Linked DNA regions of Zea mays: region 1 is linked to region 2. The links are chromatin contacts, called in public Hi-C maps. All regions are on one chromosome and are shown on one strand. Each heading gives the region's core, a stretch centred on a gene start, on an enhancer-like site or on the middle of the called end of the contact. The rest is flanking DNA. Distances are from core to core; before and after follow the strand shown. Region 1 holds the start of LOC100384085. Region 2 holds the start of LOC100501535.

The links. A called contact is a pair of places that touch in the nucleus more often than the background predicts.
Region 1: a Hi-C map of leaf shows a contact between it and region 2, with 6 times the contacts expected there. The contact joins the promoter of LOC100384085 here to the promoter of LOC100501535 in region 2. A contact is called at or near these places in 5 of 25 Hi-C or Micro-C datasets (ear, leaf, root tip and 1 more).

The regions. Positions count from the first base shown.
Region 1 is chr4:6,255,473-6,258,586 of Zm-B73-REFERENCE-NAM-5.0, forward strand. LOC100384085 reads right to left here and starts at 1,650. Exons shown (of 2, transcript NM_001176682.2): 1 at 3-1,650. The coding sequence starts at 1,383. It overlaps LOC100272411 (Monosaccharide-sensing protein 2), which reads right to left. Exons shown (of 6, transcript NM_001352924.1): 6 at 2,283-2,954. The coding sequence ends at 2,522.
Region 2 is chr4:6,007,420-6,010,462 of Zm-B73-REFERENCE-NAM-5.0, forward strand. LOC100501535 reads left to right here and starts at 1,499. Exons shown (of 9, transcript NM_001368659.1): 1 at 1,499-1,738; 2 at 2,182-2,358; 3 at 2,708-2,825. The coding sequence starts at 2,195. It overlaps LOC100275364, which reads left to right and starts at 313. Exons shown (of 3, transcript NM_001149393.2): 1 at 313-569; 2 at 743-933; 3 at 1,021-1,330. The coding sequence starts at 488. The coding sequence ends at 1,131.

The sequences.
Region 1 (3,114 bases), core at 400-2,899, 250 kb after region 2:
ACCATGCAGGATGTAGAGGAGGCTGCCGCGTGGCATGTACTCGGAGACGATGAGCTTCTCCTCCTTGCGGTAGTGGTAGCCGACGGGCGGGAGCACGTTGGGGTGGTGGAGCCCGCCGAGCATCTGCACGTGCTGCTCAAACTCCTCGCGCCCGACGCGGTTCATGTCGCGCAAGCGCTTGACGGCCACGGTGACGCCGTTGCGCATGGCGGCCTTGTACGCCGACCCCAGGGTGCCGTTGCCCAGCACCTCGGCGGAGGCCTTCATCAGGTCCGGCAGGCCGAACGCGGGGATGTGGTCGTTCAGGAGGACGAACTCGCCCATCCGCCGCCCGCCGTGGCTGGACGACCCGCCGGCCACGTCCACGGCCACCATCTCCCCGGCGCGCGGCGCCGCGGACTTGCTGGCGCTGGCGCCGGCGCCGACGGCCGTGCCGGCGTAGTAGTCCCACGCCGGCGCGGCGCTGTTCCTCTCGTCCTGCCGCAGCATGAGCACCATGGCACCGCTGACCAGCAGGATGACGAGCAGGATGATGCCGACGACCACGAACACGCTGGTCTCCTCCTCCGTGGCCGCGTAGTCCGCCTCCGTGGGCGACGGCATGGCCGGCGGGAGCGCCGGGCCGGCGGCCACGCACACCGCGGCGTCGCTGCCCTGCGAGCCGCACAGCCCGGGGTTCCCGGCGAACGAGGACGCGTCGTAGCGCACGGCGACGCTGGGCGGGATGGAGCCGCTGAGGCGGTTGTGGGACACGTTGAAGCGCTTGAGCGAGTCCGGCAGCTTGGACGGGACGGGCCCGTCGATCTGGTTGTGGTCGAGGTGGAGCTCGATGAGGCGCGGCGCGCTGGCGATCGCGTCGGCCGGCAGCGGGCCCGTGATGCGGTTGTTGTCCAGGTAGAGCTTCTTGAGCCACCGCATGTTGGCGAACACGGCGGCGGGGATCGGCCCGGAGAAGTTGTTGGAGGACAGGTACAGCGCGCGGAGGCCGCGCAGGGTGCCGAGGCTCGGCGGCAGCGGGCCGGAGAGGGCATTGTGCTTGAGGTTGACGGAGTGCAGCCGCGGGAGCTTGGCGACGGCGCCGAAGTCGAACGTGCCGGACAGGTTCATGTGCGTGAGCCGGATGCCGACGAGGCTGCCCTTGTAGCACTGCACCCCGGGCCAGGGGCTCGCGGCGTCGCACGGCGCGAACGGCGACGCCGCCGACCACGCCTCCAGCCTACCGGTCGGGTCCGCGAACGACTTCTTGAGATTTAAGAGCGCCGCCATCGCCTCCGCCCCTTCCTGCGGCATATTGCCATCGTCGGCAGCGGCTGCAATGAGGGGGAGGAGGACAAGGAAGAAGAAAAAAAGAGGTGGGAGCCGGAAGGCGAGGAGGGTGACCATGACCGGGTGTGGTGGTGGTCAGAGCCTGTCCTCTAGCTTTCTCCCAGCTCTCTCTTCTCGGACGGATCCTGCCTTTCGTGGCGCTGCTTCGCCCTGGTTTCTGTCTAACGCCTCCTCCAGTGGTTGCGCTGGCGCCCAAAAATAGGTAGGGTGCCCCTGCCCCCGCAGCTGAGACGGCAAGCGACCAACGGGAGAAGACGATGCGATGCAATGCAAAGCAGCAGAGGTACGGTGCTCCAGCTTCTTTCAGAACAGGTGTGGAGGAATGTAATGGGAGACCAAGGCTGGATTACAATTACAACAGAGGATGTCCTACAGCTAAACCTCTCTTTCTCCCTCCCTGGCCTGGCAGGTAAAATGGTCCCTGGCTAAATATAGCCAGGGTGCAAAATAAGCAAGGATTAAATTGGTAAAAGCTGAAACAGCTTCATGTTCGTTGTTGCATTGCACGAATATAACATGCTAGAAATCAAATGCGGAAAATGAGGCATAGGATATGTTTACCTTCGTTTAGAAATTATACATACATATGCTTTTCTTCATAACCACAAGCCCACAACCAGTAAGCCTTTTAAGAAAACAAAATCATCCTCCGAAGAACCTTACGTAACTTGATATGTAATACTTCTCTCTAATAAATGAATTGAGTACCGAAGAATTTCTTGCTGTACATCTAAACCAAAGAAAAATTGTCTATATGCCAAATTTTGTCTAATACTTTATTTCCAATCGCAAATGTCCTAATCTCTCGTAATGACACTCGGATGGATGCAATTTCTTACCTTTCCATGCCACCGGCGACGGCATAAAAAAATATAAGAAAACTGCATGTCCTGGTCCCTTCTATACCACTAGCAATGGTATGGAAGGATAAGAAATTGCATTAGGATATTTGCGATGACAAATAAGTTATAGGGTACATTACAATTACAGTGGAGTACAGGAATTCCCCCTAAGACAAAACACTACAAACACTGCCAGCAACCTGTGGACAGCAAAAGAGTAAACCACTTCGTACACTATCACCAATCCTCCTAACTAGCAAAAACAAATTCAGCATCCAAAGTTACATTTGTCATATGTACACACATCACCATCCATCGGCACTCAGCCTGGGCTACCTCGGTTCCTGGACAATCTACTGTACATGCTCCTGCCTTGAAAGCTTGAACAGCTCCGCAATGAGCTCCAGGTTAAGCATCTTCGTCTCTGGTATTCGATAGTAGACGAGAAAAAGCGGAGCGCAGCACACAAGTGCATAGATCCCACACGCTCCGCCAAGCCCGATGGTGCTCAACATCACCGGGAAGCAGTACGCTGAAAGCAGGCCCCCAAACCAGAAGGAAAGCGAACAGAAACTTGCACATGTCGCACGGGCCTTGGTTGGGAATATCTCGGAGCAGAGAATGTTTGGTATCGGTCCCAAACCAATGACATAGGACCAGAAGCAAATGGTTAATGCGAAGTGGAAGAGGACGGCACTTTCGAACGGTCCCATATTCACCAGGGTGGACATAGACATAACACTCAATGATAGTATCAGGACAGGAGTAGTGGCCAGCACAATAACCCTGCAAAAAATGTTGAGATGTATTAATAAGTAGTTTCTCTTAGAAACCGGAACATGATTAACTAAAAAACTCGACCTACAGGCTACAGGGGTAAGATAGCCCCCAAGTGTTGTATTAAGAAGAAGACATTCTCTCTCGCACAGGTCGAGAAAACCCCCGA
Region 2 (3,043 bases), core at 249-2,748:
TCCACCGGGCCCCGCCGGCCACCAATGAGATCTATAGAGCGACGCGACGGCGGGCATGACGCTAGCTGCTCGACCAACAACAACAAGGTCGTCGGCGGGGCATGCTTGTTGATGCTTCTTCCACTCCCCTGCATCTCATGAGTCATGAGAAACTAGCTTCGGCCTTAATCGGTCGGGCATTGTCAGTTGGGCTTGTCTACAGGGCCTTGGGCGCAGTGTCGGTTTCCTAACGAGGCCCTTTCAAGCCCGGCCCGACAGTGCATGCGGCCAGCTCTCTGGCTCCTTCCGTCCTGCGCTGCGCTGCGCTGGAATGGATAGGGTGTCTCGCAGCTCCAGACGGCCACGTCGGCCAGCCGTCGGCCACTCGCTTCGACTGGCAGGCTCCTACCCTTGCAGACAAAAAACGCAAACACGAGGACGAGGACGAAGGTTCGTTCAGTTCAAGACCAGACGAGGAGGAAGAGAGGCGCGCAAGCGGTCCGGTCTCATGGCGCCCTTCCCCGCCCTCCGCTCATCGTCGCCGGTGGCCGCCGCCGCGGCGCCGTCGCTCGGTCGCGTGTCCGGCCACGGTACGTATCGGCAGCTCGGCTCTCTGCGCTCGAATCCATCTCGGTAGTTGTATACGTACGCGGCAGCGTGGATGTGAATCTAAGCTGCAGAATTTATTCAGTTCAGGCGTTCTGTCTATGTCTTATATTCACTTGTGAGTGAGTGAGTTCCGTCGTCGAAACTCGAAACGCAGCATCTGCGGCGCCCAGCAAGAGGCGCGTCGTCTCCTGCAGGGCCGTCAGCAGCAGGTCGCTGTCCATCATCAGGTGCGAGCAGAGCGCGAAGAAGGGCGGCGGGCCGGACACATGGCTGGGCCGCGCGGCCATGGTCGGCTTCGCCTCCGCGATCGCCGTCGAGGTGGCCACCGGCAAGGGCTTCCTTCAGGTAGGACCGTACGTAACATCGACAGAAGCGAGGAACGAACGCGTGTGTAACAACATATAACAAGAGTTTGTTGTGGGTGGCGTGCAGAACTTGGGCGTGGGTACTCCGGCGCCGACGCTGGCGCTGGCCGTGTCGGGGCTCGTCGTCGGCCTCGCCGTCTTCTTCCTGCTGCAGTCGGGAGGAGGCACGCGAGACTGACGACTGATGGAACCCATGAGCTGAGCTGAGCACGCGTCGAACATCGTCTCCCCACTCGACATCAGTCGTTGCTGTAATGGTTGGTGAAGCGAAGATGAAAACCCAGGACATATATCAGCATCATGTCATGTGTAACAAAGACGACAACTCTCATGTGTTGGTGTTGTCTGCTGCTGTTGTACGACATCCGCCGCTCGCTTGTACGACCGTACTGCACTTCATCTGCCGGCCGGGCGAGCACAGCCGTTCTTTAATAACATGACGGGCGCATGCACACGCCAGCTGACTCTTCATGTCGATTGCGTCCAGACAATTTTGTTAGGACTGGTTTGTTATTAGGAGCAGACCTGCCGTTTCCATGTGCTTGCTTCACGGAGCACGGCAGCTCTGTAAACGGCAGACTCGACGTAGCTTGCACGCACAGGGGTTTTCAGCTAAAAAATCCTCTAGCGACAGTTCATTGGTTGCCCAGTTCACCGACTGCCTTTATAAACAGGGAGCTCGAGCTCGAGTGGTAGCAGCACAGGCACAAGTGCGGTGCCATAAGTGACAGCCACCTCAGTCTCTGTCTGTGGAGCTCTCTCTCGCGCGCGTTGCCATCTCGCAGGTTCTTCATCTCGTCGCTCTGTTCAGGTTCATCGGCTGGCGTTAGCGTTTGTTCTCTCTCATACGACTATTTCATGCGTCCTCTGCTGCATCTCTTCGATTCATCCGTAGTATCTTCTTTTTACAGCTAGTTTGGGAACCCATTTTCTTAACAATTCTATTTTTTTTCAAAAAAATGAACTAATTTTCTTTAATAAAATAAAAGGTTTCTAAACTAGTCCTTAAGTAAAAAAAAGGGGCGGTCCCGAGCAAAGTCAAACGGTCCCGAGCAAGCAAGAAACCGTGTCGTCGATTCTCTTTTCTCTCTGGCTTTCCGTGGCAGCAAGAAGAAGGGATCAAAGGACCGGACCCGTCCGTCCGTCCGGCCGGCCTCCTGATCGCGTCGCGCGCGCCCCTCGAAAAGCCACACCCCGCCGTCTGACCTCGTGGTGACCGGTCCCGCAGGCGGCGACAGGAGATGGACGGGGAGCAGGCGGCGCGGTGGGCGGCGGCGCAGGAGGGGGTTCCCGTCGGGGCGGACCTTGTCGCGGCGGCGCTGCGGCAGCTGCGCTTCCTCGCGGCGGTGGACCGCCGCCGGTGGCTCTACGACGAGGGCCCGCTGCTCGACCGGGCCATACGCAGGTACGGATGATTGGTTGCGGGGGGAAAAACAAACAAACAAGCAAACAAAAGGTTTCTTTGTTTTGAGCGAGGGACTTCTTTTTTAATGCTTTGCTTCTTCATGGTTGGTCATCGACTGTCCATTGCAAGTTCCTCTTTAATTCTGTAGAGCAACCATCTTGATCTTGATGGAAGTCAATATAGAATAAATATCTAGTTGGAAAGTAAGGGGTGGAGGTGCCTGGACTTCAGCTTTCGGTGCAGAATTCAGCACAGAGCTAGGACCAACTGTACAAAGGCTCAGGAAAAAAAATGCCATCTGATTCATGTCCTGAGATATAATACCCATTGTTTTGTTGCTATATTCTAGGTACAAAGCATGCTGGCTTCCGCTTCTTGACAAGCACACTAAGGGTGTGGTTGTAGATGGTCCATTGGTTGTTCCTCTTGATTGTGAGTGGATATGGCACTGCCATCGCCTTAACCCGGTACACACCCTACTCACCATGATCATCTGTAATTCACGTACCCTTGGGTGTGTTACGAATGATCTCAACGCTGAATCAGACAGCCAACTGCATGGTTTTTACTGATACATATGATGACTATATTTGGAAATGATCTATAAGCATCTTGTATGCATGTACCCTTGTTGATGATGCTATTCAGAGAACCGAGGGACCTGATTATTCGAGCACATATCTTT